3 separate regions of the Sus scrofa genome follow, and all the other regions are linked to region 3. Evidence: chromatin contacts called from public Hi-C data. All regions are on one chromosome and are shown on one strand. The core of a region is the stretch at or near the end of the contact, and the rest is flanking DNA. Distances in the headings are between cores, read along the strand shown.

What was found. Hi-C and Micro-C count contacts between places; a contact is called where the count stands out from the background.
Region 1: a contact with region 3 is called in a Hi-C map of embryonic fibroblasts, with 3 times the contacts expected there. A contact is called at or near these places in 3 of 47 Hi-C or Micro-C datasets (embryonic fibroblasts and fibroblasts).
Region 2: a contact with region 3 is called in a Hi-C map of liver, with 6 times the contacts expected there. A contact is called at or near these places in 1 of 47 Hi-C or Micro-C datasets (liver) and 1 of 2 datasets of targeted methods (skeletal muscle).

Annotation. Positions count from the first base shown.
Region 1 is chr3:110,938,941-110,943,848 of Sscrofa11.1, forward strand. All of the region lies in intron 10 of BABAM2 (BRCA1-A complex subunit BRE), which reads right to left. Among named protein-coding and RNA genes, the nearest start is that of FOSL2, 98 kb to the left of the region's middle.
Region 2 is chr3:110,900,637-110,905,331 of Sscrofa11.1, forward strand. The region is part of intron 11 of BABAM2 (BRCA1-A complex subunit BRE); the gene reads right to left. Among named protein-coding and RNA genes, the nearest start is that of FOSL2, 60 kb to the left of the region's middle.
Region 3 is chr3:111,406,610-111,411,612 of Sscrofa11.1, forward strand. All of the region lies in intron 7 of RBKS (ribokinase), which reads left to right. Among named protein-coding and RNA genes, the nearest start is that of TRNAE-UUC, 5.0 kb to the right of the region's middle.

The sequences.
Region 1 (4,908 bases), core at 906-3,405, 470 kb before region 3:
TAAGAAAAACCTGTGAGCCAGATATACGCTGATCTGTACACCACGATCTCTCCAAACACATTATATGACTATGTCCCCCTGAAGATTCTTCTTGAAAAAGTGTAGTTGAAGCCAATATTAAAATCTGAACGCAGTCTGCCGGCTGATGAGGGGAGCAGGAATGGTCAAGAGTATTTCAAAGGTAAAAATCTACAAATTCATTCACATGAGAAAATAAAATCAGCAAAATAAAAATATCCTGCTCAGCTTAACTAGGGCGTATCCTATCTGGATCAGTCAGCAGTCAGTAAAAGGATGGCTGCTTTATTTCATTAAAAAAAAAAAAAAAAAATGGGGGGTGGCACGCCTGCAGCATGTTGAAGTTCCCAGGCCAGAGATGACAGTGACCAGAGCTGCTGCAGTGGCAACGCTGGATCCTTAAACCGCCGGGCCATGGGAACTCCAGGACGGCGTCTTTAAAAATGTTCTACGCATAAGAAGGAGTTAATAGCTAAACTATTTATGAGAAATAGTTTGCATTTTTTCTTAAAAGAGTGATTTGAATGGTACAAATTAGTCAGATTTTTTTTTTTTTTTTTAAACAAAACTTGTTTTTCCTCATCCCCAAATGTTTCTGTTACTTAACATTTCACCGACAGGCTAACTCATGATTTTCTGACACAGTAAAGTAATGACCAGCAGGCCTTTGAACAGCTAACTGGCTTTCAGAAACTCCCAAGGGGCTTTAGCTGTTTAAGTTTGGCCTCACAGTCTCAGCAATGTCCAGTTTGAACCTTTTAACATCAGCTTCCTGGGAACCCAACCCGTCTACTGGCTCAGGTTTGATTCCCAGGGTAGAATCATGGCATCGGCGGGCTCAGGAACTCACTGTCAGGGTTATTTTCACAACAGCTTCCTATGCAGAGATGGAGTCTTGGTCAGCTCTCCATCCACGGAAGGGGTGGCCCTCACTTGTTCGGTATAATTTCACTCATCATTTCCGAAGCATTGCTTTCTTTGTGAACTTGTTGAAACAAGTCACACCCAAACACTTCTAATTGTGCCCCACCTGGGCACGTCACACGAGTCGAGTCGCTCACAGGGCTCCGACGTGCTGGCAGGAGGCTGGCGTAGTTAAGTTCTGCACCAGCTTGCCGCATGCTGGACTGTCACTGCAGGGACAGGTGTCCCACTGGTCATGTCCCAGAGTCAGGGGGGCTACCCAAGCAGCCACTAGCTATGCAGCCTGCACAGGTGGGGCGGAGGGGTGTCGCTTTACGCACTGAGAAATCTGGCCGCCTCTCTCGTGGTTTCAGGAAAGTCATGCTGAAGTTCCGACGGTCTTACCTTCTCTAGGAAATAAGCTTCACTGCCCCTAAATGCTCATTTGTTCACAAGAGAACTTCATCAGAGTTTCATCTACATTCACAAGACTTTCTAGAGACTCCTTACCCCCCCACCAACCTCAACAATGGAAAAAGGACACTGAACAGCCAAAAGAAATGCACCCTTTGTATCCGATCCACAGGACAGCTGCCACATGCTCACGCAGGACATTTAAGGCATAGTTCTAACAAGTCTGATCATACGATTTTTTCCGGGGGCGGGGGGGGACTAATTACGGCAAAATGAGGATAAGATACATTAAAAGCAAGCAGTGATAACTAGCAGTCTGGCACAAGGCAAGGAGGGAGAAAAAGACATAAAACCAGACTCAGGACATCAGCAAACATCCCAGTCTAGGGCCATTCACTGTAGAAACAGAATCTCAACCATCCCTCAAACTATTACCATACCTAGCAATGTTTACTCCCAATCTTGGTAACCTGGCCGGCCCTCTTGGTTGCCCACCCAACAGCCATTCTCCATCCTTCTTTTTTTATGGGCAGAGCCCTCCTCCCACCCCCTAGTTGGAAAGCGCTGGGCATTCACTCCCTCAGCCTTCCATGAAACCAAGGCATGGAAATGTGACTCAGTCCTGCCAGTGGGACCCGAGGGGAAGTGGGCTAGGGGTCCTCTGAGAAATATTTTCCTCTCTGATTAAAGACACATGTAAAGAGAAGCCCCCATTGCATTCTTGCCTAGATCTTAGCATGTGAGATCTTGAGGCTTGGAGCTGTGTCCCTGTCTTGTGACCATGAGGGCAGTCAGCCTGACATCACTGAGCTGTCGGATGCATCATCACTGGTGCTGCCCCCTCCAGATTTCTTGTTATGTGACACAACTGCATGTCCTAACTACTGGAACCTCCTCGAACCGGGTTTTCTCAGACTTGCCGTCAAAGGCGACCAGGGAAATGTTACTTCTTGCAGCTTCTGTTCAAGAAGGCAGGATAACGGTACAACCTAGTTCAGAAATATTTCCACTAAGCCTGGTTAAAAACATTCGAGGCACATAAATAGGAAAGTTTTAGTTGTCTGGAAAAATCAGTTATGTGGGCCAGTTCAATCCTTGAAAATGCCAAACAAATGAGGGGTTAACCATAATTGCTTCCCTGGGAGTCACATCATCAAATATTTTCATCCTTATTCACAAGTCAGCCATTATTTCATTTGTCCAGACCTTCCAAACTCTATATGCCTGTGCTCTTAGGTTAGTAGGGAAGATACTCATGGATTCGCTTCCTGGTGGTTAGTCTTCTCTGGCCCCTCCCGTTCCTTGGAGCCTGGTTCGGAGACAGTCTTAACCCAGGATTGACTGGCTGTAAACTCCCCTCCAAGAGTGATTCCATCTGGGGTCAGTTCTTCCTGAAGGCAGTCCGTTCCCATCTCATGCCCAGGCTGCTCCGCATGGTGGGCACACAACCAATGAGTGACCACCCTGATCTCACCCACGACACACTAAACCTCCGAGGCACATGGATTCTAACCACTAGAGAGTGAAATCCCACACACCCAAAATTCTTGCCTACAGGAACCATTAAAGTTCTCCGATTCAGAAGTATCCTACTCAAGGCATTGAAAAAATGAAATCGTGTCTCCTTTTGCTGTCACTGCCTTAGATTTAAGTGACCAAGGAGACAAAATATTATTCAGATTTTGTTAAACTGGTTTCAAGTTTTCACTATCCTTCGCATGCTCTGATCATGTCAACAGGTTACCTTTGGGGTTGAAGTAGCACTACTGAACTAAAGCCCGAAGTTTCTTGAATTTTGCTGCAAATGCAAAGGAAAAAAAATCATAATCTGGGAGGTGACAGCCCAGAATAATGGGAAAAGGTACATGTAGACTTTGGAGTCAGATAAAAACGGGTTCGATTCCTAGCGCCACCATTTATTAGTGGTGAGACATAGGCAAGCAAAATACTTTGTGTCTTGGAATCTTGATTTTTTTCATCTGCAAAATGAAGATGATAATTCTTATTTCATGGTGTTGCTGAAAGGACTGAACAAAAACAAAGCAGGTACTAAATAAATATGCATTCTCTCCCCCAATCCCTCTTTTCCTTAGTTTGATTGTGGTGGTTTCTCCCCCCCCCAAAAAATCTGGCTTTATACATTCTTTATAACGTGAAATTTCTACTAGAGCATAAAATTTCATGGTGTTTAATTTTACTTTTTTTTTTTTTTTTTTTTTTCTTTTTAGGGCCACACCCAAGGCATATGGAAGTTTCCAGGCTAGGGGTTGAATTGGAGCTGCAGCTGCTGGCCTACATACATCATAGCCACAGCCATGCCAGATCCAAGCCAGGTCTGCAACCTACACCACAGCTCATAGCAACCCTGGATCCCCAACCCAGTGAGCGAGGCCAGGAGCTGAACCTGCGTCCTCATGGATGCTAGCCATATTCTGATATTCTGATGGCTATCTTTCTACACTTTATACAGACCTTCACATCTCAGTAAATATAATGTACTGAAAATAATATAGTCTTTTTCTTGATGGCAGGGACACACGCAAAAGTCATTATATGCACTGGTCTCGAGTGTTAAGGTGATTATCTTGTTCTTTCACAAATGCCTCCCTCCATGAGCCAGACCCCCAAAGCCATCCTCGGTTAAAGAGCTGATGTGCTTTTAGTGTGCTACTGAGGTCCCCAGGGCTACTGGGTGTGACGTGCTGCTTTCCCCCTGATCACAAACTTCCGCTGTTAATTTCTGTTGCCTTTTCCTAGCCAGCTCCTTTTCCTTTGCCTCTTTCACCAAGGCCAACTCTGACTCAGTCTCATCTCTCTTCCTTGCTTCTTCCGTGCCTCTTCCCTTTGTGCTGTCTCCTTTATCCCACCTGTTTCTCAGCCTCCGAAGACTCCAGTCCAGCTGACGGTCCACCCTTGGCCCCAGGACCTGGTCGGAGCAGGTGCAGCGTACGAACCCCGCCATGTGAGCTCAAGCCGCTTTCCTCAGGTACTGCTCCAGGTCAGAGACTGTTTCCTCCTCCTCCTTCTTTGGTTGTTGTTTATTTGCTCCCCTCCAGATTTACAACCATCCCAGACAGTTTTAAAGTTATGGGAAATCTGGCCTCTGCCTATACATTGTTTAGCGTTTGCTTTTTAGGTATTTTACAGATACAAATTAATTATTCCAACACCCAATGAGCCATTCACATAAAACTGTTAAGAAGAATCTCAAGATGAAAGGGATGCCATAGTTTGGCCTGGGAACAGCCAGGTTCTCCCACCCTGCCCACATAAACGACCCAGGCTGAATCAGCCAGTCTCCTGCCACGGGCTCAGAGGCTCTCAACTGGACGAGAATGGTGGCTCCAAGATGGGATTCACACAGCAGATGCCTGCGCTCCACCCGAGACGCCTGCTTCCTGACAATGAACCTTAAGTAACTCTGATGTGCCTCCCCAGGTAGGAATCACTGCAAAGACTGAGCGGGGACCATGAATTCGCTATTTTATACTCCTAGCCCTTCACACAAAGCATGATGACACAACGCAGAAGAGACACCCAATCGATGCTTGCTGAACTGAAGGAAAGGAGCAT
Region 2 (4,695 bases), core at 200-2,699, 510 kb before region 3:
CCATTTGCAAACTTTAACCTGTGCCAACAGTTGGCGAGAAGGACAACGCGCCCCCTCCCACCCAGGTCCTGATCAGGACGGTCCTGAGTCAGTCAAATCCCTACCTCTTCTGGGACTTCGGACGGCAAAGCGCACAGTCCGACTGTGCTCCTGGGAGGCGGGCACTGTGATGAGGCAGGTGGAGCCGCAGGCCTAGAGCGAGAGCAGCCTGGGCTCTGTTTCCTCCGGGAGGAGGGGGGGACCAGCCCGCCTGGATGGGACAACGTGTGGGCACGAATTTTGTCAACCGGCCAGCTGCTGCCGTTCATTCCTTCCCCGAGTTTCACCTGCCCGTGTTTGCTGAGGGGAGCCTGGTGGCCCTTCTTCAGAGGGTCCGGTGTGGACAGGTGGCAGCCAACCTCCACTGCATGTGCTTGGCTGCCTGAAGTACACCTCGGAGTGTGACCCACCCCAGCACCACAGGGCGGGGTGGCGCCCCGTCCCAAGTCACAGGTGAGGACACCACAGGCAGAGGCTGTGGGCTCTGAGACAGGTGCCTGAGGAGTGAAGGGTGCTGGCTGCTGCTGAAACTGGCCCCGGGCCCCGGGGTCCTGTCTCCCCACTCTCGCTCCTGGGGTCACCCTGGGCCAATCAGATGAAGCAAATCTCACCAGCTCAAGTTTTTCTCGGAAACTTCTGGGGGAAGGGGCTGCAGCAGCGCAAGCTCCTTCGACCGAAAGGTCTTGGCAAGAGGGAGCAAGCTTTACGGCAAGCTCTTTCCTTCTTCAGAAAGTTCAAAAGTTTCCTGTTCTGTCCTGGGCTTTCCCTGCCAGGGCGAACTGCGTGATGCCGGGGGGGAAGCAGTGTGGAGAAGGGCTATTAAAAGGCATGGTGCTACCAGCTGTTGTCAGCGAGCGCTTCTCAACGCGGATCCTCACGACGTCAGCTCGGGGAGCAGAGGGGGAGGGGAAAATGGCAACTGGCTCCCATCCACGTATAGATTTTTTTTTTTTTAAAGCACCGTTTTCATTTATTTCAGTTGTTATCAGAGAGAGTGGAGCGCTGCCCGGAGCCTATCGCTTGCCAATGGCACTAGCTGTCTGTCACCTTTTATAAAACCCTTTGACCCCCAAGACCAAGTGTGTGGTAAGCTTGCAAAGTGTCAGTGCGTTACAGGGGGTGGGGGGAAGGTTTTCTCACGTCCCCTGTCCCCGTTCACTGGCCAAAGGCACCCGTGGCGAGAGAGGCCTTGAGTCCATCAAGCGCCTCGTTCTGCTCGCACTGGAAGGGAAATTATTTTCAGACCAAATTGGAGCTAAATGGGACTTAGGACAACATAAGCTTCTGACCCTCTTCACGGATCTCAGCCCCTTGCTCTGGGTGTTCGAAAAACACAACTCTGTCCAATCCCAGAGTCTCAGGTCAGCCAAATTAAACTTAAAGAGCTGAGCCCAGGCCGAGGCCAGGTAGGTTTTCCATGAATTGGCTCCTGGCCTGAGCACACAGGCGCAGCGGGGGGTGGAGCAGGCTAACCCTGAGATCAGGAATTAGGGCGCCGGCGGGGGGGCAGAGGGGCTCGGCGGGACTACCTTTCCAGGCCTTGGGTCTCGGGGTAAATCGCTTCTCTTTTCTGGGCACCTACAAAGCAGGGAGCTGTGCCCGATGACCTCCGAGCCCTGCAGGCTAGGGGCTGTGAAGGACGGGGAGTGTGCGGTGCAGGCCTGGAGTGGCCACACCTGGGCTCAAGGCCTGGCCCTGCTCCTTCCTGGTTGCCAGGCATCACCTGGGCAAGTGACTCACCTCTGCAGCTTGAAGTTCTTGGGCTGAGAAAGGGGAGTGATCATGCTACCTTCAAGCGTAATCACTGCTACCCAAGCCTGGTGCCTGGCTTACTAGGTGATCAACAGAGGTCCACTGTTACCATGGCGACCCAGCTGGGTCTGAGGGGGAGAGGCCGAGTCTGTGGGAACAGCCAGAGCACATGTGGCTGCAGAAGAGAAACCCCCCGTGTGGACGGAGAGGCCCTGAGGTCCTTGCTCCGGGTTCATCCTTCCCCCGGGGCCTTCTTAGATCGCTTTTCATTTATCATGTTGAGCTGACAGGTGGAGGCACAGAGATGATCCATTTCAGCACTGGACACCCAACCACCGTCATCGGGACACTGTGTGTCTCCTGAAATGCAGCCCCGAGCTGCTGGACGCATACTCGTGGGGTCTAAGGCTGAGCCCTGCAGTGGGAGGCACCTATGCCCCTGGGTGGCTTCTGCAGAGCTGCTGCCCTGCATGTAGCTCTGGTCAAAGGGTGGGTCAGGGGGAGGTCACTTAGGCAGAGGGATATTTGAGAATCACATGGCACTGGCTGCCCCAGATGGGGGTATCGAAGTTGGCCCAGTCCTCAAATGGACCTTTTACTGTCCAAGAGAACATGTATCCTAAGGCAGGGGGCGGGGGAGGGGGCGCAGTGGGGCAAGTAGAAAGAGCACTGAACCATGAGCAGAAGACACAGGTCCCAGTCCAGGCCCTGGCTCGTTTCCTCACCTGGAGCCGGGCCTGGGTTTCCTTCCCTGTAACCAGAAGACGCATATACCTGGTGATCTCTAAGTGCCACTAGTTAACGGTTCTAAGACAGCCAAGTGACCTTGGCCAAGCCACTTAACCTTTTAGTGTCTTGCCTCATCTGTTGAATTAGGCACCAGCCAAGCCCAGGCCCCGACGAGCCATAGGTGGTGAGCGGTGGTGGAGGCAGGAGTCGTCATTATCTGGGATGCGCTTTCACGCACGCGGCAGAGTCCCGAGCAGGTGTTCAGCAGGTGTTCAGAGGCACCGGCAGTTCAGGAGGCGGAAAGAGGGCCTGTTCCTCTTGGTCGCGCCTCTTCCTCCCATCAAGAGGAGGACCAGAGGCGGGGAGCCCTCACGAAGATGCCAGGGGAAGTAATGCCTGGAAAAGTCAATCGCCCACCCACCGAAGGGAAGGGGCTGAGGGGGCTACAGGGTGCGGTGACAGGGAGCCTTCGGGGAGACCCTCGGACGCCTCAGTTAGGAGCCTCTGTTCAACAAGCCTCCTCTAAAGGGTTTTTCCCCACCGGGACCACAGCGCTTGATTTAGTCAATGGACCTTTTCAAAAGAACAAAAGCCCATCTTGACACGTAAACATCTGAATCGGTCCAGCTTTAAGGAAAGGAAAACCAAAACAGAGAATAAAAAAGTCCCTCGAGGTTGGAGCCTCCGGGGAGAGGAAGGAAGTGCCTAAAGCAGATAAAACACAGCACAGGTGGTGCTCAGAGCACTGTCGCGTGTGGCAGGAGGCACGGTCCCCCTTTGCAGGCGGGCAGACAGATGCTTAGCGAGTTAAGATACCTGCCCCATGTCGCCCTGATCCCAGGGCCACTGGAGCGTGGACTTCCCGCTCTGGCATGATGTCACAGAGGAGATGCTGGGGTCTGGCTGCCTCAGCCTCAGTTGCTCGGGACCTCTCTCCTCTTGCAAGAGCCTAAACAATCATTCTTTTCCAAAACAAGACGCAGTGGGCTCGCTGGAATCCACAACGCTTTTCTCCCGGCGGTCATAAGACGAGCCTTACAATGTTTGCACGAGTCGGGCTGACGTGGCGTTGGCAGGGGGGGAGCAGGGGGAAGAAGTGGTTCAGGGGACACGACCCTCACTGTCAGGAAATCAAGGGCATACAAATTAAGTCGGAATCCATTTCTGCAAAGAGAGGCAAGTTCCCAACCATCTAAAGCTTATTTCTTTTTTTTCCAGTTTTCTTCTGCAGCTGTGACTTCCACCGGCACATGGTTTTCATCAGTCATATGCAAAACCGGCTGTGGTCTGAAAATCAAAGCAGTCCTGTAAATAGTGTAAGACAAGCCCCGCTAATCACCTTGTGGTCTTGCCTTGTCCTCAGTGTCCTGAACGGCCACTGTAAATACGGACTCATCTGGGGTTTCTCCCCGCGTGTCCCAGGAGTCCTCCTTATAATAGAATCTCTACAAAGGGTCTTGGTTCTGCCCCAGTGCCCTTCACCCCAAACCCTCCAAAGGTCCCCATGAAGGAGGGCCATCCAACTCTGGGCGCCTTGGAGAGCAAGTGCCTGGCATGATGTGCCCTTATTTTGTCGCGGTGCTCGGGGCGAGGTGAGCCTGGCATGCTGGTGTGGCTTGAGGAGCCAACAAGGGGGTTGTAACTGGTTCACGGACACAGTCCCCTAACTACGCCAGCCCTCATGCAGGCCTGGTTCATTTTTAGGGGGCCAAGCACGCACAACAAGGAAACCAACACACAAGCTGCACAGGCTCGCTGTCATACTGAGAGCACAGTATCCCACGCTCGCAGGCTGAGGCCCTCGCCCTCAGCTGGAATCAATCGCCCGCCTGCTGGGTTCCCCGGCACACTGGGCCTCTGACCTCAGGCCCGGCCACGGGCTGCCTTGAGCTGGAGCTGTTTAGATTGGTGTCTAGACTCTGTCATCCATAGCTCGGGCTCCTGGCCCGTGAGAAGGCCGAGACTGTAGTCTCAGTATGTGTTTGAATTAAATAAAAGGCAGTTTTAGGAGCCCTTCAACCAACAACCAACTGGGATCCATTTCTAGACATCAAAGTATTGGGATGAAATCTGGCTCCTTCTAAATCATAGGGTATTTGTCAATGTGTACTGAAACGATCAAAATTACCTAGTGGTTCTCTCTGAGACTCTCTGCGGAGGCCTTCTGGAGCCTGG
Region 3 (5,003 bases), core at 257-2,756:
TAAATTAAGACGGCTAATAGTTGAAGGCAAAGTCATGGACATTTATGACATAATGATTAGTCCATGTTCCCTCCTGATTTATTTAGAATAACAAGCAGCAGCACTTACACAATAATGATAAGAAAACTGGATTCCCACTGTCCACCAAGATGCTCCTAAACTGATCTGGTCACGGAAGTTGGAAGGTTGAGGTTAGAAAGGGTATGATCTCATTCTTATGATGTGAATACTCGCTGATAAGAGAAGATAGAAATCCTCAGATTCGAGCTGTGAAAACAGGGCTCTTGTGTAAGCAGCATCTATCTCCTGCAGTGTTTATCAGACAGACTGCTCCGTTTTGTCTGCCCAGGAAAGAACCTTTGCCCTTTCCTGCCGTGGGCAGACAGGCCGGGCCGGGCCAGCTCTAATCTCCTTGTTCAGATCCTCGCTCCAGGGTTTGGGGGTTGCCCGCTGCTCACTGGTGGCCAAGGCGACGGAGATTGAGGTAAACAGGAAGGGAACTGGCTGGGAGATGTAGGAATTTCTGGCTCAGTGGAAAGAGAGCAGGGAGCTACCAACACCTGCCTAGTGAGCCTGGCACTTTGGAGGTCGCTGCTTAGGGCTTCTTAATGCACCGAAGACCCCGATGGGGCCACTGGCAGTTCCCTGTGGCAAGAGGCCCAATTTTGGTGTTGCTCAAACACCGTTTTTTCATTACTCACCACCCACCCGTCCTAAGGAGCCTTTTAAGAGATTTTTTTTTTTTCCTAATTGCCCTCCGATGAAACTTTAATTGGACAGATCTGCATCCTCCCCCATACCCAAGAATGAAGGAGCCCTCTGTCCGGTGGCCGGTGCTGTGATGGAAAACAGCAGCGCAAAGGGAGGCACACAGCCTTCCCTGCCAGCAGGTCACCTCCTGCCCGGGCTGTCGGCCGGCCCTTCCCAGCTCAGACGTCTCCAGAAACCTCTCCCTCTGTCCCTCCACCCAAATGAAAGCAGGAGATTTACCGGGTTCCCTGGTCTTGCAATGACCTTGGTACTCTTCCCTTTACATTTCTTTACTCTCCTGCTCACAGACCCTCTCAAGGTCTCATAAAGTATCTCCCCTGCCCACACAGAGAAATGCATTTCAGAGACCCCAGCCAGCACCGACAGATGGTCAGAGTGCTGGGATGCTCTGGAGCCTGGCCTCCCTGTAATCAAGAGCTCCAGGACACGCTTCTGCCCCTCCTGCCTTCCTGACTGTGAGAGCGTCCCTCTGCTCCTCTGAGCTGGGAACACAAAGCCAGCACAGCACAGCACAAACCCCTGGCCCGAGGATCCGCGGGATGGTGACCATGGGGCAGGCGGTTAAGGGGTCTCTGAGAATAAACCATTCAGTCGTCCCCATCTTTGCCGCCACCTGCTCTGCTGCAGGCGTGTGCTGGGCCTTTTCACGTACATTACCCAATTCCGTACTCAGAGCAGCCCTATGGGGTCGATTCCCACGTCACAGGTAAATAGTCACCAGAGAGGTTGAGTCACTTGCCGAGATGGTGCAATCGGGGCTTAAAGTCAGGTCCGTCTGAGTCCACACCATCTACTGCCTTGTCCCAGAGGAGAACACATCTACCCACGCGAGAAAAACATTTTCCCCAGCTGTGTACGGAGGGGCTTCATGGACGGCTGACCATCCTGACAGGTGACACGGCGAACAAAAGGGGAGAAGGCAGAACTGAATACCAGCTGTGTGTTCCCTCCATGCCCCTTCCCCTGGCTTCATGACCCCGTGTCTCCTGCCGATCCATGAGTCACCCTTTAAGGACAAAGAATGACTTCTACCCCCCAGGGCCAACCAGATGGTCGTGCCGCAATCTCCTGCACAGGAACAAGGTAGAAGCCCTTTCTTGGAACTTGGAAGCAAGAGCAAAGCAGGACGTGCACCAGGCTCGCTTGAGGGTAAGCCACCTCAGCAGCTCAGCGCCTGAGCGCCACCTCAGCGGCCCTGCCTGCACAGCGGCGGGGGCCGGGGGGGGGAGGTAGCAGGGACCCTGGTGGATCTGCACTGTTCTCTTGTCCCTTCCCTGAGCCCCTTGCAATAATCGTGTGTGTGTATGTGTGTGTGTGTGAAGAAATGATCCGTTGACTGGGGATTTAGTCCCGTGTCGTCCCATTTGCCTTTTCCCTGGATGCAAACCTTGAGCCTGGCTGAGGAATTCAGGTCCGCTGGGCTCTGCCTTGCTTTGGGTAGGGAGAGGTTTTGAAAAGAAAGGAAAGTGGTATCTGCTTGTCAGATGGAATGCGTTAACACATCGGGGAGGAATGCAAGGACTTTAACTGCGAGGGTCCCTCGGCAGCTTGGGGGATGAGTCATCCTGCGTGGGGACGGATTCCTAACACATGAAGCCTCATGATGACATCATGCTTGCAAGATCATTTGGGCCCTGGAGCCTCCTGACAAGTTCCTACCTCGGGGATTTTCACCACCTGGGTTTTTGTTGTTGTTGTTTTTTTTCCGCAGCCACACTTAATACCCAGCACGCCTTACAACTCACCCACTTTTCTAGCAACTGGAATTTGGCAAATGAGGCCTTTCTCGAGTCTGCCTCAGTGTCATCCCTCCTACAGGGCATTCTTGGCACAGCATGTGCTCCTCACCTAATCAGCACGCCTCCTCCTGACAGCCCTCGATTCAGCCAGCACGCACTTCAAGCTGAGCCTGGCCTTGTGCTCGTGTGAGGGTGCGGAGGGAGGAAGGCCACGGAGGAGGGCAGGGGGGGACCAGGAGGGAGCCTGACCCCGACTCGGGAGATGAGGGAAAACACAGGGCTTTGAATGCAGGGCCAGTCGGCAGATACGTGATGACCAAGTTACTGAGCTGTGTCTTGGAGGAGGAGGAGGAGTTAGTCCAGGGATGAGTTCAAGCTGACAGATCTCCATGAATGAAACCCAGGTCCCGCAGGTCCGTAGGGGAAGAAAGAGATGAAGCCAGGGAGGTGGGCTCGGGAACCTCGTGTGCCATGCGAGGGAGCTAAAGTGCTAGCCTAAGAAAGATGGGAAGTGGTCAAGGGGTTTTAGGCACGGAGTTGAGGTGGCCAGATGTACAGCGGTACACAGGATGGAACGGAAGGGGCCAGACCGGAGACAGGGAGGCCAGCTGGGAAGTTAGCCTGGTCCTCTGGAGGGGAGGGGAGCACGTCCAGAGGCGACGTAGGACAGTGGCAGCAGGGATGAGATGAGGAGACAGATTCGAGAAATATTTAGAATGTAAACTTGGCAACTGGTGATTATCCAGAAAAGCCCCAGGATTTTCAGCGTAGAGGTGCCACAAACGGAAAAGATGAGAAAAGGCCCGTGTTCAGTCAGGGTTACCGGTGCAGTGGGGCAGGCTGAGTTAGAGGCGCCCGCAAGAGCGAGGAGGCTGGTGGAGCTGACGCGCAGGTAGTTAAGGTGCATAAATCCAATGACAGAGGACAGTCTGGGCTAAAGGTAATGACTGAGGACTCACCCTGCTCACAGCCGTTGAAACTATAACAGCAGCAGTACTTGACACACCCAGGAAATTATGGGGACTGAGAAGGGCGGCCGTGATGGACAGAAGCCGAGGGAATATCATTACGGTGGGGGAGGAGGAAGAGACCCGGGGCAGAGACAAAGGAGGCTCAGAGAGACACACGGCTCAGGAGAGCCCCCACTGCTCTGTGCTTCTCTAGAAGCCCTCTGGTGTGCTGCCCCTCCTAAGCAAGCTCTTTCACTCCCCATTCAGCACTTGCAGGGCCAAGCTGCTCCTGATCCCGAGGCACGTTCTTGCAGCTTGCAGCCAGCCCTCCTGTATCCTCCCATAGGGATTCCTGCAGCCGAGGCTCATGCGATTCAGTCATAAGCCTCGACCTCCTTTCCTGATCATTCTGTTTATGCAAGACTCTGGCATCTGCATCACCATTTTTCTCTCCACACCCGCCCCCTCCATGCTAACCACCATCTACGATGACTTCAGCACCGGGAGCAGGAACCATCACGAAGGCTCACGGGTCCTAGATGCCCTCACCTCCAGGGACTCCTCACCTCCCTCCAGCCTCCCACTCCCATGACGACTCCCAGGAAATCGTTAACACCTGGCACTGCGTCAGTTCTGTGGGAATAAATCTCACATCCTGCTCCGACCAAACTAGCCCTCTCACCTCTTCTTCCTCACTTGCTCTCATTTCCTGCTGACCCGCTGGCCCCTTCCTCACCTCTCTTCCCTCCTTATCCAGGTGGGTTATTCATCGGGTTATTCTTTCCTGAAACCTTTGCTCCCTCCATCCCGCCCTCTTCCCCGACACCTGCCCAGGAGTGACACCTGCCCAGGGCAACTCCGGTTCACATTCTCTTCTCAGCTCCTGCCCTAGGCAGGCAGAGAGAAACGGGAGCCCCACCCTCACCCCCTGTACAAAGGGACAAAAGGACATCATTAAAGGTTCCTGGTCTCCACTCATCCCTGTCATTTTTCATCACTATAGAAAACATAAGCCCTTCCCGTGGGGAAGTAGGAAAATCTGAGCCGTAGCCAGAAGCCCAATCTCTCTCTCTCCCAAAATAGCTTCTCCACCTGCTCTGTTGCTAGATTTCCACACAGATGTCCTTGGTACAATTTTGACTGCCATTTACCACCTTTTCTCACCTTGAGCAAGTTCCTTCACCTCTTTCAATCCTAGTTGTCTCGGTTTTAAAATGAGGATCCCCCAGGCTTGCTGCCAGCCTCGAGGGCACTTTGTGCAAATAAGAAGGTGCCTCTGAGCAGGCCCGCAGCTTGGGGAGCGGAGCAGGGCCCGCAGACCCAGAGTCACCCCATCACCTGGAGCAGAGCCACCTTGCATAACCAGACACTGAGGCCCCAGCTATGCCCACCTCCATGGGGCTCCTGTGAAACGCAGGCGACAACCTGCAAGGTGCCCAACCAAGAGCCTGAGTAGAACCGCAGACTAAAGAGCGCATGCGCAGACCACTTGGCCTTGGCTCAGCGTGTAGTGTGCTCTGCTGGGGCGGTGCCTGTCCACATT